Regions from separate parts of the Sus scrofa genome. Here regions 1 and 3 are each linked to region 2. A link is a contact called in public Hi-C and HiChIP or PLAC-seq data. All regions are on one chromosome and are shown on one strand. Each heading gives the region's core, a stretch centred on a gene start, on an enhancer-like site or on the middle of the called end of the contact. The rest is flanking DNA. Distances are from core to core; before and after follow the strand shown. Region 1 holds the start of METTL24 (methyltransferase-like protein 24). Region 2 holds the start of WASF1 (wiskott-Aldrich syndrome protein family member 1). Region 3 overlaps DDO (D-aspartate oxidase).

Region 1 (4,961 bases), core at 1,666-4,165, 190 kb before region 2:
GTTTCACTCATTTTGCTGGCTGAAACCTCAAGGAGGATGTAATTTGTGATCTGATAGAAGCTGCTTTTGTGGTTTACTGACCCATACATTTAATTAACCAACCTATAACTCAGTGGTCAATGATTATCTGCATTTTGGAAACATATCCAGAAATGACCAAGACAAGTACAAGTCTGTAGGAAAAGCAAAGGTCATGAATGAAAGACTGCTTGTCAGCCCTGATAGTGATTAGTTTGATTTGCTCCTCCAGCCTACCAACTGACCCATTTCCCAGTCTGTTAACTTCCATATCACATGGAAATACTATGTGGAAATTAAAAATGGGATATTGCTTCCTAGAAAATTAATGATGCTACATACATATAAATAGTTCCTTTTTTATTAGTAATGAAAACCTAGAAATAGTTGCAAAAGATAAGGGGAAAGGGCATTTACATGTTAAATTTTATTTGGATCGCCCCCCCCCTTAATGGAAACATTATTAGAGAAACACAGAAATAAGGGAAAATATGAGCTCATCTTGCCCATTATCTTTAAGAGCCACACTGTTCTGTGTTCCCCCTCTCTATCCCCAGTCCAGAGTCTCATTAAATATCCCTATTTTAATAATACAGGATACCCTATAAAGAGTAGGTCACAGATGAGTAGAGGGTATAAATTAATGGTACCATAATCTTCAAAAGATGACTTCTTTAGTTAGTGGCTTTGTGTTGGTGGAATAAAAATTAAAACTTTTGGCAAAGCCTTTATCAGACATTGGTGATCCAGGTTTATTGAGCACAGTACAAATCATATTTTATTTATTTATTTATTTTGTCTTTTTGCCATTTCTTGGGCCGCTCCCATGGCATATGGAGGTTCCCAGGCCACGCGTCCAATTGGAGCTGCAGCCACCAGCCTATGCCAGAGCCACAGCAATGTGCGATCCAAGCCATGTCTGCAACCTACACCACAGCTCATGGCAATGCTGGATTGTTAACCCACTGAGCAAGGGCAGGGATCGAACCCGCAATCTCATGGTTCCTAGTCGGATTCGTTAACCACTGCGCCACGACGGGAACTCCAAATCATATTTTAAATAACTTCACACAATTAAATGACTTAATAGGATATTGAGTCTTAGTGGTTGCAACTGCTGGGTACCCCTAATCCAGAGAATACTATATAAGATAATTATCATATACATCTCCTTATACTTTCTTAGGTTTACCTACCTTGGAATCAATGCTGACATTTTATTTTTCATAACATCCAGGATTCTTTTTAATGGTAAATAATAAAAATAATTACTATTACCTGAGTAACTTCTGTGAACCAGGTATTGTTTAGGTACTGAACAAAGAATATTTTATGCAATCTTTGGAGTCCCCCCAGATGCATAGGTCTGTTTACCCATGAGAAAACTGAGGCTCAGGGAAGTTAAGTACTTTATCCAAAGTCTCATAGCTTCTGAAAGGCAGGAGCCTGATTCAGCCAAGTCTGACACCACAGTTCAAGTCTGATACCAGAGCTCATGTTGTTTAAGTAGTCACAAGATGTGAAGTTTTCTCTGAGTTTGTGTCAGAAAAAATGTACTTGTTTGGATTCTTTAAAACAGAGCCTATCTGCAATAGCCAGAGGGCTATATCTGAGAAAAAAAAAAGTCAATCTTAATGATACACTCAGGGGCCTGAAGACCTAGGGTGCCCAGGGAATGGACTAGATTGGGTTGAAAAGTTTTGTTACATGTAGAGAAATAGCCCAAGTAATTTGTGCAGTGACAAAGATTAAACTGAGTCTTTCTTAAGCCAGGGGGGCTTTAGAAAGGAGGGCTTCTTATGGGAAATTCCTGAAATTCAAACGTGCTCGCAGGGTGGGGGTGGGAGGGGACGACAGGAGTAGTGGTGGGGGTGCCATATTTGTTCTCTATTGTCCTTGTTGTAGGCTGTCAAGGGGAGAGGATATATCTCACAGAGAAGCATGGAAAATGCAAGCATAGAGTCTGAAAAAAATGTGGCCACAGCTAAAGATAACAAACCCAAATTCAATCCCAAACCTCAAATGGATTGTGAGAAAGAATTCTACTAACAATTGAAAATGGAGCAGCCAACACTGGACTTCAGGCTGTGAGCTTTCAGCCTTATTAATTAAGGTCAGGGTGGTGATGGAAATACCAGCTGGGGAGCATTTTGCCGAAAGATAAATTTGTCCCTCTGTATCTCTGCAAGACAGCAGGGAGGTGTGTGTTTGGAGCTAAATTAATTTGATTTACATCATGCCATGGTAACTTCTGTTCTCTCTCTCTGCTGTCAGATGTCTTAGCTGGCTTTCACCCCCTCCTCCTTCACCCCCACACATTTCATAACACGAGGAGAAACACGGGTTGGCTTCAGGCAGAATTTAGAAATGGAATAACTTTAATTTGATTATTCTGCATCCACTGCCATTCTCTCCTCCCCCTTTCCCTTCTTTCTTGAGGGAGAGAAGTTGTAAACCTGAGCATAAGTGAGATGTATTTTTATAATGTGCTTAATGGCACAAACTGCTTGACAATCAGAACTTGTTCCTTGTAGCAAAACCTGGCAGCTCACCTATCTTCCTCCTGTTCTTCAATAACTCTAATGCTAGAAAATGAAATTATGGCGCAGGATCCTGTTAGGAATGTGCTTTTTCTGGCCATGTAGCTCTCAGGCTCCGGAAGCCAGGCTGGAGGGCGCCTCCTCCAGGACCCTATAAGTGGGGTTGGGCCCGGGGTCTGGCTTAGCCGAGCCACCCGGGCATCCTTGGACCTCGCCTAGCCCGCCGCCCCTCGCCTCTGCCAGCCACGAGCTCTCGGCCGGGCTGGATAAGGTTATGAGGCTTCCTTGGACGGAGGAAGGGAGGCGGGTCCGAGCCCGCGCCCCGGCCGAGGGGGAGTTGCCACAATTGGCAGCTCTGGCCCTGGCCACATCCCTGTTGCGGGTCGGAGAGCGCGGGCGGCCGAGCGCAGCCGGTGCTGGGCTGTCATGGCGTGGCAGAGGCCGCCGCGGAGGGGCTGCGGCTCCCTGCAGCGGTGTCTGCTCGGCGCCGCGCTGCTGCTCGGCCTGCGGCTCTGCGCGGAGCTGCGGCGTGCAAGTCTCAGGCCCCCGGCCAGCAGTGCTCCGCCAGGCCGGGCCCCACGGCCCCCCCGGCCGCACCTGCCGCCGGCGCCCGGGCTGCAGCGTGGCGCCAGCTGGAGGCAGGTGACCTACGTGCGCAGCGGGCGCCGAGCGCCGCCGGGGGGCGGTGGGAGCGGGACACCGAAGCCCTGCTGTGCCCCACACGGGAGTCCCCGCCGCAAGGTCAGTGGCAAAAGATGTAGTCTTGGAGTCTTGGGCCTTAGGCCCTCATCCTCCTCCTGGTCCTCGCTGCAGAGCGCTTCTCTCCGGCCCCGCAGGCTGCCTCTTCAAAAAGGTCTTGCACTTCCTCTCTTAGCCCAGCGCTCTTTTAGGCAGCGCCACTGGTAGCATCCTTCAACGCCCAGATGCAGTGAAGTGGGACTGAGCTGAGTTCATTCAGTATTCAACCAGTATTTGCTGAGCGTCCACTGTGTGCCAGTCATGCGGGCATCCATCAGGAAAGGACCAACCACCTCTGCTCTCATGGAACTTGCATTTTAATGGAGGGAGGGCATGAGAGATGGGCAAGGCAAGGAAAAGGAAAGAGTTGTGTTTTTGTTTTTATTTTGTGCTTCTCCTAGTTTTCCTTGAGGCCTGCACAAAGCTGGGTGGGTATCCGTTGTGCATTGCTTTTCCACTCTATACATTGACCCTGGTGATGAAAATCCGCTCAGCTGAACTGAATTCCACCGCAGACGTTGGCAGGGTGATCGGTCAGGGGGAGGGGGAGGCGGGTGAGAAGTTGAATCCCCAGCACCACTTAATAGGAAGTGAATTGGAACTTAGAGGACTGAAGTAATACCCTGGGCTTGTCTTACAACACCAACAGTGTTGATCTTCCTACCTTATTAACTTCTTGGCTCACACTTCATTGAGTAGTTATTTTATTCAATTTTAACCTCTGATTGTTAAGCCTCTGGCCTCCTATCCTTCTCTTGGAGCTCAGTGATTTACTTGATACTTGGGAGTGAAAAGATGAAGAACTGCAGGTATGAACTAGCCTGTCTTTATAACTCATCAGCCTTAACCACATCCTCTGCTGGCAACTTCTTTCTGTTGCCTGGTTTTCCTCTTTTCTTTTAAACATTCCCCCCCCCATCTTTCCCACCACCCCACCTGTTGGGGAGAAAGAAAACTCTTCACTGGACTCACCTGCTTTCTTTAGCTTCTAACCTTCTTTTCACTGTCACACCCACAAATTTCTGACACTCTTTTTCTTTCCCTCACTTCCTCTTCCTCCTCAAGCTTTGTCCTCTGTCTTTCCACACCACTGCTGTCCCTGTCTAGGCCATCATTGTTATCTTCCTGGATGGATAGATAGATTGATAGATAGGTAAATAGATAGATCTATATGGATCTATATCTGTATCTAAAGCCTCATTTCCTATGAACGTCTTAATTTGCTCTTCTAGAAAAAGGCAACTGCTTCTTTCTTTGTGCTTCTAATGCACTTTCCATGCTGCCATGTTTTGCTAAAGGATTTTTAACACACTTTTGCCAAAAACTTACCAGGCCCCCAGTGTTACTGCATCAGTGCTGGGCACAAAATGAGCTCAAAGTCTAGTGGGGGAGGCACACAGCACAGACATCCAGTAATGTGACCAATGTTGTAATTAAGGTCTTGCTTGAACTATGCCTGGGGAGTAAAGAAAAGCTAGCCTGGAGGGAACATTTGGCCTAGGACTTGATATTGCTTAGGAGTTCATGTCTTTTGTCCCTCTGGGTGTCGGCAAATGTTCTGTCCTTGACACCCTCAACTCTACCACTTGTCCTTTCAGCCTTTATTGTTTCTCTTTCACCTGTCCAAGAATTACTCCTAAATCTTAGTCTCCATTTCAGACAACA
Region 2 (4,600 bases), core at 714-3,213:
TGGAGTGGTGTAAATTTAGGGATTTTGTTTTGCTATAAAGTAGGAGGATTTTAAGGTTTTTTTCAATACTCAATGTCCTTTAATAAGGAGTAAAATCCATATTTAGCTCACTAGAAACCTGTAAAAGACGTAAGTTATAACACTAGAGTTGGGAACACCTTAAATACAAAGGAATTTTTTCACACTGCTTCTCTTCACCACATCCTGCGTTCCTGATACCCCCATTAGGGTCTTCTGGGCCTATACTGCCAAGTGGTGGATGCTCTCCTCCAGCTCTACATACACCGACCTTTCCTCAGTTCTCCGAATACATTAAGCTCGTTGCCATTTCAAGGCTTGCTGTTTGTTTCCTCTGACAGGAAACTCTTTCCTTATTTTGCACTTGGCTGCCTCATTCTTGTTCTTCAAAGTCACTTTTCCAAGAGGACTTCCCTGACCAATCTATGGAAGTCATACTCCTACCTTATTCTCCATCACAAATTCTATTCATGGCACTCTATTTTTTTCCCTTCACAGTACTCAATCCAATCTGTAACCACTTAATCTACTCAGATTTTATTGGCTGTCTCTTGCACTAAAATGTATATACATCATGATGGCAAAGATGCTGTCCTCTGTGTCTTCAGCCCTTAGAACAGTTCCCGGCAAATAACATGTGTTAAACAAATATTTGCTAAGGGAAATATAACCCAATTTCTCCCTCTATCACCTTACTCAATTGGGATCATGCACACTGTTTCTTAAACCCAATGCCTTTTCTCACAGTCTTGACTTATATAGGCACTTTTATTAGATACCAGGCTCTCTGCTACAAGGTTTATTTGTATTATTTCACTTACTCGTCATAATAATCCTCTCATATAGATAGATGCTTTTAAAATTGTATCTCCATTGTGGTGAAGAAACAGAGGAGATTGTATAACTTGCCCAAGTTCACACAAGAGATGGAGCCTGGATCAGAACCTAGTTCCGACTTCAAAAACAAAACAAAGCCAGGTCACCGGTCACTATAACCAAGGACACATTCCCTAGTTTGGGAAGTCCTGATTTAGCTCTGTTTATGTTCTGAGGTTACGCCTACCCTATCCAGGCCACATCCTAATCCATAAATTTCAAATTTCACTTCTTCTCCCCACTTGCTTTCTGACGGCGGGAGGCAAGAGCAGGGAGTGGGGGACTGTCTTCAACTTCTAACTCCAGGCTTCTCCTGAGGAAGAGGCGAGTAGGGATAAGAGACTCAAGGGGTAGCAACTTACCCGTAAGGGCTGGGTGAGAACTGAGGAAGGTAATCTCAGGAATAACAAGCGACTTTCAGATTTTGGAACAAAACCGACAGTTCCCGCCCCGCATCAGTAGCCAAAACGCTTACCTTAACTGCCACCTCCGGAGCGGAGTCCACGGCTACCGCCAGAGAGGGCTTGGCCGAAGGCGATTTAGTCAAGTGCATGAGGGAGTCCGCGGCTGGCAGTGAACACCTTCCGCCCTCACTGTCCGAGTCCGATTCGGACCCTGAACCCGAACCATAGGAAGCGGCCAGAGCTGCAATCGCAGCCGACATGACGGCAACAGATACTCGGTGGAGTCCAGGCCCTGACGGAAGAAGGAGCAGCTTCAGGTCCTGATTGCCACGACACACATTATTTATTTCCTTTCCTAAAAAATCCTTTATGATACTTTAAAACAATCAATAAATAGGTTAATTAGTATTTGAACAAGCACAACAAAACTTGGAACTTGGGAGCATTTACTTAGGGAACTAGAGAGGGTTATAATGGCTTATAACTTTCAGGACCTATGTGGCGAAAAACTACGAGTTCCGACATACCTACTGGCCTCCAAGAGCTACACTCCCGGCGTGCAGCGCGGCAGGAAATGGGAGAGGCAGGGTGGGAACTGTAGTTTGGAGTGAGGGGGCGGGGCAGGGCGGGCAGGCCTTTCTTTGACCCCGCCCCTGAATGGTTGGTTCATTCCATTGGCTATCATCTTCCCTCATTCCCCGACCAAGCACTGTTCTCTCCGTCCCCCTCCCCCAAACTGAGGATTGGGTAATACCATAAAGCCTCAGGAAAGGGGGGGGGGGGAGAGACCGATATTCATTCCCTCCACTGATGGGTGAGTAGGTGGGGGTTGAGTTTCCCACCACAGCTGCACCTGGGACTGGGCGGGAGCTGAAGAGGAAAGTGAGAATCTTAAGTGGGAAGACCTTGACTGCCCGGGAATAGCTCCGGGTGGGAAAGATGGGGGATTAGGTGGCGAGAGTCCAGCGGATCCCCCCTGCTTCAGGTGCGGGTCCCCGCGTCCGGTTGTGGAGCGTCGCGCGCGGGGAGGGGGTGGGTGGGGGGCGGCGGCGGTTCGCGGTGTTGTTCGCTCTCGCGTCGAGCACACCGTGGGTCCGGCGGCCGGCGGGCGTCGCAGGCAGCGTTTTCCGTGGCCCGGTGCTTCGGCCGCTGCCCATAGCTGGTTCCATCCCGGAGCCTGACGCTCCTATAGGCTCTAGGTGGAGTCCTGGGAGCTCAGGCGGACCGGCGGCGCCGCCGAAGCATGAAGAAGGGGTAAGGCAAGAGCCCCTCAGGATTTCTTGGTGAGCGCGAGTCTCTCAGGAATTGTTTTTTTGAGGGGACAGGGTGCTGGGAGAGGAACTCTTCCTCACTGGTCAGGGCGGAGAGAGGTGTGCGTGGAGCGCTAGCCTGGCAAAGGTTACGGGGATGGGCGCGCCTCCCCCCGCGACGGCCTCCACCCCCGTTCGCGGGGTTCCCGAGCTACGGCCGCCCACCCGCCAGCCCGGCTGGGTACCGAGGGACACCGCGGCTGGCGGGCGCGCCCGGGTCTCGGTTGCGGGGACCTCCATGAGGCAGCTCTAGTCGGAGAGACTGCGGGTCTTACCTGAGGTGCCCCCGCGGCCCGCCCGGTTGCCTTCTCGCTCTGGGGGAGGCTGCGGCGCCGGGTGTCCGAGAAGCCGCGGTTGCTTTACGTGCCCCAGGCTCGGTAAAGCCAGCTGGTGCGTTTGCGTGTTTGCGCCGCGCGTCCGTGTCTAAAAGACACTACATAACGGTAATGCAAGCGAGGGGATCCGTTTCTCCACTGGAAGACGAGGCGAAGCGGGGCTATTGCTTCTGATGCCTGCTGTTGGGGAGGGGGTGGTGGTGCGTTGAGCGGAGTTAGGGAGCTGCTCACCCAGCGCCGTTGTCGGCAGGACTCGCCCATTGTGCCACTCGGATAATTATTCAACTCTGCAGCATCCATTGCACCTTTCCCATTTTTCTCTTCCCCTTGCTGTAGCATGCCCCCTAGCTTCGGTACTCTGACGCCTTCTCTCACTCACACTTGCGGATGATGAACTGGAATAATGGTGAAAAGAAAGCACATCTGACCTGAACATTCACTACCTGTCTGGTAGCAGATTAATTAACTAATCCCCAGCTAGACTAGATACTTTAATACGACTCAGTCTAATCCTGTCCTTCCTATGTAAAGTGTGCCTAGGATTCTATTTTCATTTTTTCCTTGGTGTTAGATTCACATAGTAGTAGTTAAGTCTTATATCTGTTGGGTAATTGATGTAATTGATTGACTGGTTTTTCATCCCGTCTAATGTTCTTAAATTTAATTTGTATTGGAGGTAACATTTTTCTAATTGTTGCTAGCACTGTATCGTAATTACAGATGCAGTCTCAATCTTTGAACTCTCATGAACAGTTTTTCCCTTATACTTTAAGTTTCTGTTAGGAAAAGTGTATTTTTTTAGTGTCTGATATTTGGTATAATATTTCTCGCTTTGAATAAGGAAAGTTGTGTATTTCTTTATTTTTCAGTAACGGAATATTTCATTGCTGATCCTAGTCTTCAGTTGAATGAAGTATTTAGTATTTAAGATAGGATTTTAACTGCCATAACGACATATCCTAAGTTTATCTAAATTTTGTTTTTCATTTAGTTCTTTTCTTTGCAGTATCATGTATTTAATTACTTGTTATAGAATTTCTTCTCATTTTTCTAATTCTAACCATAAGGATAGGTAGGCTACAATTTTGCGTGATTTACCTGAAAGACGAAATATTTTTTGAAAATGGAAGAAACAACGGTTGGTTATTTCTTATGTTAAAAACTGTTTACATCTCATTATTTAAAAATAAATGGTTCACTATCAAAAATTTTTAAGTGTTTTTCTTTTTGTAATCCTCCATTTCCAGCTTTTCTTGTTTAAGATTGTTGCCATAACCCTCTTTGTAAAAGGGAATTGCAAATAGGCATTGCAGAGGCAGTTGTGTTAAAGTATAGTAATTGTTTTATGGCACTTGGAAGTGGCACACGTATAACTTGATTGTGTAGAATCATTTGCTTGTTAGGAAATGACCTTGCAGTTTACAAAATGGATACCTTTGTGCCTTGGTTTCCTTATATGTAAATGGAAATAAACCCATTTATGCACTAAATAGTATGCATAAATTTAGTAAAGATGTTTTCATGATGTTTTTAAAGAAAACTTAAATACTTTAGCTGATGAATGATGAAAGTATTTCAGTGTAAAGTACAGTGAAAAATGTCATTAGTGTTTTGTGGCATGTTAGAATGGCTAATTTACATTGAATTTTGCTTTGGA
Region 3 (4,919 bases), core at 2,337-4,836, 220 kb before region 2:
GGCAGCTGCAGCTCTGATTTGACCCTTAGCCTGGGAACTTACATATGCCATAGGTGCAGCCCTAAAAAAGAAAAAGAATGCATCATTATAAGTAAATGAAGAAAATATGGGCAAGAGCTTTTTAGAATTAAATTCAATCTTTAAAAGACATGCAACTTTTAAAATGTCTCATTCCAACCACCTCCCCAACACATTTAAAATTTACTACCGAGTAATCTGAGCCCAAAAGAGAATAGCAGAATAGATTTTTTTTTTCTCCTCTGTGTGGGTATATAGCAAGTGTGCTTTTTTTTTTTTTTTGGCTTTTTAGGATTGCACCCAAGACATGTGGAGGTTCCCAGGCTAGGGGTCTAATTGGAGTTGTAGCTGCCCCCCTGCACCACAACCACAGCAACACGTCTGCAATTTTCACCACAGCTCATGGCAATGTGGATCCTTAACCCAATGAGCAAGGCCAGGGCAACCTCATGTCTCCTAGTTGGATTCATTTCCACTGCACCACGGCAGGAACTCCACAAGTGTGCCTTTTTAACCGCTTTAGAAATTGTTGCATGGGATTCACTACGAGTTTCACAATATCTCAGGAAAATTTTCTATTTATTGTGTTTGAGTTGGCAGATATTTCAGAGCGCTCCTACTGAAGAAGTGCCATTCTGGGCTGATGTGGTGCTGGGATTTCGAAAGATGACTAAGAATGAGCTGAAGAAATTCCCCCAGCATGTGTGTGGTCAGGCTTTTACAACCCTGAAGTGTGAAGGCCCTACCTACCTCCCCTGGTTGGAGAAAAGGTTGGTTGAAGTGGCTCTTCGCTTTCTTTGTCTGTCAGAGCTGTAAATAACTTCATAGCGTCTCATAAAATAGATACTGAACATTCTCTTCGGTCCTTCAGAGCTCTTGTGCACTCTGTCTCATTGCTCATAAATGGCTGGGGCTTTGCAAAGCAATGAAGACACTACCTGTATCACAAAGAGTGTCACACCCAAGTGAGTAACACGTCCATCTGCTGCTTCCACTTTGCAGCTTGGAGCACAATTTGGTCCCTCTCTGTCAGTAAGACCTCCTTAATGAAATAGTTTCTTAGTTTCCACATTGGTAAAGTGAGACATTTGGAGGATACGCTTCCAGCTATAAAATGATATGATTGACTCTTGTTCTTTGGGCGAGAGAATATTAGGCTTATTATAAATGATTTTTGAAATATTTTCCTCATTAGTATAAAGAAAATAACTCCATTATTTTGTTTTAAACAAGAACTCTAAAACAGAGGACTTATCTAAATTAGGTAATTGCTTCCTCACCAAGTTCAGCCCCCAATTTCATGAACTTGCATTTTGGCTTGGTTTTTAGGACTTTCTGTTTCCAGTTGGTTAGGAAACACATCAAAAGCAATAAATCTCTCTTGAGTTTTGTCTGGAGATTGCATGCATGTTGAGGGTTGTGAAACTTTGGCCCTTTTAATCCCCAAATCAGTGTATTTGGTAGATGAATAGAAACAGTGCAAATTATTGTTTAAATGTTGGACAAGTGACTTGAGCTAACCAGTGGCAACGACTTGGTCCCATATGTGGGATAATTAGTTGATATAGTTAATTAATTCCATAATTCTTCGTTGAACTTCTATGTATATCTGGACCATGCTAGAAGCTTGTCAAAAAGGAAGGAAAAATATGATCATTTTTCTTAAGGAATTCGTAGTCTATTGGCGGTTATGGTGTATGTGTGTGTGTATTGATATACATATTAATTAACAATTACAGGAGTTCCCGTCATGGCTCAGTGGTTAATGAACCCGACTAAGAACCACGAGGTTGCGGGTTCGATCCCTGACCTTGCTTAGTGGGTTAAGGATCCAGCGTTGCTGTGAGCTGTGGTGTGGGTCACAGACACGGCTCGGATCTGGCATTGCTGTGGCTCTGGCATAGGCCGGCAGCTATAGCTCCGATTAGACCCTTAGCCTGGGAACCTCTATGTTGCAGGAGCAGCCTAGAAAAGGCAAAAAGACAAAAAATAAAAAATTAAAAAATTAAAAAAGTAAACAATTATAGTAACATGTACTGTGGAGGTTAAATACAGACGTAAGAGGATGGAATGGGAGCACAGAGGAGGGAGTCTAAGTCTGGCAGACATGTGTTCAGGGGCATCATGATATATTTTTGTAGCTTTATAAGCACTTGTCTCACTTTTACCTCTTAGCAATTTATCCGGGACATTTTTCTTTTTTGAGTTCCAGTTTCATAAAACCCACAGTTTCATGCCTTGTTCACTGGACCACAAACCTCTGTGTGTATGCTAAATTTAAACCACTGTTATATCAGCTGATAAATGAACACTTGAGACATCATATGATGGAGTTACCCATCAGCCAACATTCCAGTCTCAGGGCATCACCATCTTTTCTGAGTGGCAAGCTTATGTCGTGCTGCCTTTTTCTCCTTATATCATAAAAATGCCTGGAAAAAGAACATGGAAAGTGCTAATGCTATTGATCGTTGAGGTATCATATATTTTATCTTAAAATTCAAATAGGTGGAAATTATTAGGCAACGCCAAAGTGGCAGAGCTTGATACACATATTTTACTCAGGCTGCCCTCAGTCATTTTCACATGAAAAACATACATTATCTGAGCAATTTGTACTGCCTGCTTCTCAAGTATCACCTTCTAGCAAACAGGCCCCTTATTTCCATAATAATCTTATTTTCAGGCCTAATCTCTAACTGTGGGATGAAGGCCTGGAAAAAATCCCTATACCCTCTCATTAGTTGGGAGCCTGCTGTCAGCATTTTACTTTACTTAAAATAACCCTGAGCAAGTGGTACTTTGTGCCAGTGGGAGCCACCTCCTGACTGCAATACCATCGGGCCTGATGACCAGCCAGCGAGGGTTCGTGCCTTGGAGCATCTGCTTCCTGTCAGGTTTTATGGGACAGAGTCAAGAAGAAGAGGCCTGAGGGGCTGCTCATGTCCTCAGAGAGTCCTGGGGAGGTCTTTTTAGGTCCGTTTGTTGGATATCCACGTCCACCATAAGAGTGGGTGGGGACCCGAGTGACTCAGGCAGACAGTACACACAGTCTACTGCAGGGAAGCCAAGAGGAGACCCTTGTCCTAGCAGCGCCCCTTGCAGGACCCCCCTTGTCCTAGCAGCGCCCCCTGCAGGACTCCTAGGACTGTGACACTTCATGTCTCCTGCCCCCGGGCGGGGCCAGCACGTATAGCGTGTGGGGAAGGGCTCTTCTCTGTTAAGATTAGATGTCCTTAAAAAAATAAATAAATAAATAAATAAATAATAAGTTGGTTAATAATGAAAAAAAAAAATTAGCTGTCCTCCCTTCCTTCAGGGCCTGCCATCTGACCGGAAGGCCCATGTGGAGGAGGAAGAGGTTCACACGTCCTTTTCCTCCTGAAGAAGGCTTTATAGAGCTGGGACTCCTCTAAGCCCAAAGCAGGCCTCTCGGGTTAAAGATTTCAGGCCAGGTGGGAGGCGGGGCAGTGTCTTGGTGAGGGCATGGCACCCCTGGGGCTCACTCTGTAGGCTACCACCCACTCTCCACCACGGGGAGGACCAGCTGGGGAGCCACACAATCCCTGCTTGTTCCTCACACCCAGGCTCTGTTATGCCACCTCCTACTCCCCTTCTACACAGTGTGAGTGTTCAGCCTACAGTGTTCTGACTCAAAACGAGCATCTCACTCTCCAAGCCAGGCAACAAGGCCTTCAATCTGAGTTCCATCTTTCTGAAATAATGTTCATTTCCAGGAGATTAAAAAAAAAAAAGTTTTTAACCACAAGTTAGACTGTTAGCATTTTTCAAAGAACAGAAGGAATCATCCCCCAGTTTATTAATTATATCCAAAATACCCTCATCCCCCTCTCAAAAAAAAAAAAAAAAAGAAAAGAACATATCTGATAATACTCAGAACAAACAAACAGACAAAACCCTTTGAGGTTTAATCAGCTGTGCAGATCATGTTTTATATCTTTGGCCAATGGAGTCATATTCTGCTGCTTTGTACTTGTCCTTCCAGGAAATGAATCATAGAGCCAGTAAGTCAACTGAACCTGTCTCTTCTCCAGGCATCTTACCTAAATAAATAATCTGAACAAGAGTAGGCTTGTCCTGCCTTGGGTGACATGCAGACTGCTGGGTGCCTGTTTTGGTGCTGGGGGCCCTATAATTTTGGTGCCCTGCATTATTCTGTGGCCCTGATAAGGCCCCAGACTGACCATAGGACTGACCACACTGAGCTTCTCTCCCTGCACTTTTCTTCCCACTCATCTAATAAGTCCTCTCAGTTACTTTCCCTGGGAGAGTCCCAGTCTCTCATCTCCTATAGCTTCTGTTCTGCTGCTTGGCCTGACTCACAGAAGTGCCTATGCCGCTTCCTTGGTGGCTGGACAGAAAGGTGGATTGTGCATCAGGCATGTGACGGTTTGTCCCTGCCTTACAAATGTCCAACTTGCAAAGGTCCCTGCCTTTGCACAGCAGAGCTCCTGCTCCCCCATGCCCAATCCACCCTGTGCCCACTGGAGAGTCCCTCCTCCTTGCAGAGTCTGCCCTGGCCCCGAACCAGAGGAGCAATGGGCAAATGCTGGCCTCAGGCAAAGGTCTAATGTGAGTGCCCCTTTTCTCCCTGGTTATGCAAGGACAAGGTGAGAGGGCACTGGCCAGGAAGGTGGAAAATGAGGGTGTTTGTTTTTTTCTGATGATGGTAAGGTTAGTAGGGAATAGATGGAGGCTGGTTGTGGTGCAATGGCTCTAAGACAATTGCAGAGGGAGCATGGCTACTCCCCTCTGGACCACTCTGCCCATAGAACCCCCAGGCCTCATCCACACCTCCTTCCCCAAAGCAATTAGAAGCTGCTCTGCTCCTGAACACGGCTTAGACTGACTAACACAAATTTGTGGAAAGGACAAAGCAG

The links. A called contact is a pair of places that touch in the nucleus more often than the background predicts. HiChIP or PLAC-seq counts read pairs in DNA pulled down with a chosen protein or histone mark.
Region 1: an H3K27ac HiChIP or PLAC-seq map of skeletal muscle shows a contact between it and region 2. The contact joins the promoter of METTL24 here to the promoter of WASF1 in region 2. A contact is called at or near these places in 1 of 5 promoter capture datasets (fetal skeletal muscle), 2 of 47 Hi-C or Micro-C datasets (omental adipose tissue and subcutaneous adipose tissue) and 2 of 2 datasets of contacts at active chromatin or transcription factors (alveolar macrophages and skeletal muscle).
Region 3: a Hi-C map of liver shows a contact between it and region 2, with 1.7 times the contacts expected there. The contact joins the enhancer-like site here to the promoter of WASF1 in region 2. A contact is called at or near these places in 4 of 5 promoter capture datasets (fetal liver, fetal skeletal muscle and liver), 16 of 47 Hi-C or Micro-C datasets (alveolar macrophages, embryonic fibroblasts, fetal heart ventricle and 9 more) and 2 of 2 datasets of contacts at active chromatin or transcription factors (alveolar macrophages and skeletal muscle).

What each region holds. Positions count from the first base shown.
Region 1 is chr1:76,365,743-76,370,703 of Sscrofa11.1, reverse strand. METTL24 (methyltransferase-like protein 24) reads left to right here and starts at 2,915. Exons shown (of 5, transcript XM_003480300.4): 1 at 2,915-3,299. The coding sequence starts at 2,985.
Region 2 is chr1:76,177,698-76,182,297 of Sscrofa11.1, reverse strand. It overlaps WASF1 (wiskott-Aldrich syndrome protein family member 1), which reads left to right and starts at 1,963. Exons shown (of 9, transcript XM_021091110.1): 1 at 1,963-2,112. It overlaps CDC40 (pre-mRNA-processing factor 17), which reads right to left and starts at 3,129. Exons shown (of 16, transcript XM_005652465.3): 1 at 2,884-3,129; 2 at 1,370-1,590. The coding sequence starts at 1,558.
Region 3 is chr1:76,399,783-76,404,701 of Sscrofa11.1, reverse strand. It overlaps DDO (D-aspartate oxidase), which reads left to right. Exons shown (of 5, transcript NM_001097426.1): 4 at 612-788. Among named protein-coding and RNA genes, the nearest start is that of DDO, 15 kb to the left of the region's middle. Within about 2 kb of position 3,586, at least 7 of the 83 cell types and tissues checked have an H3K27ac peak or open chromatin away from gene starts, as enhancers often do. A contact at or near this core is called in retroperitoneal adipose tissue and skeletal muscle, where this site is marked.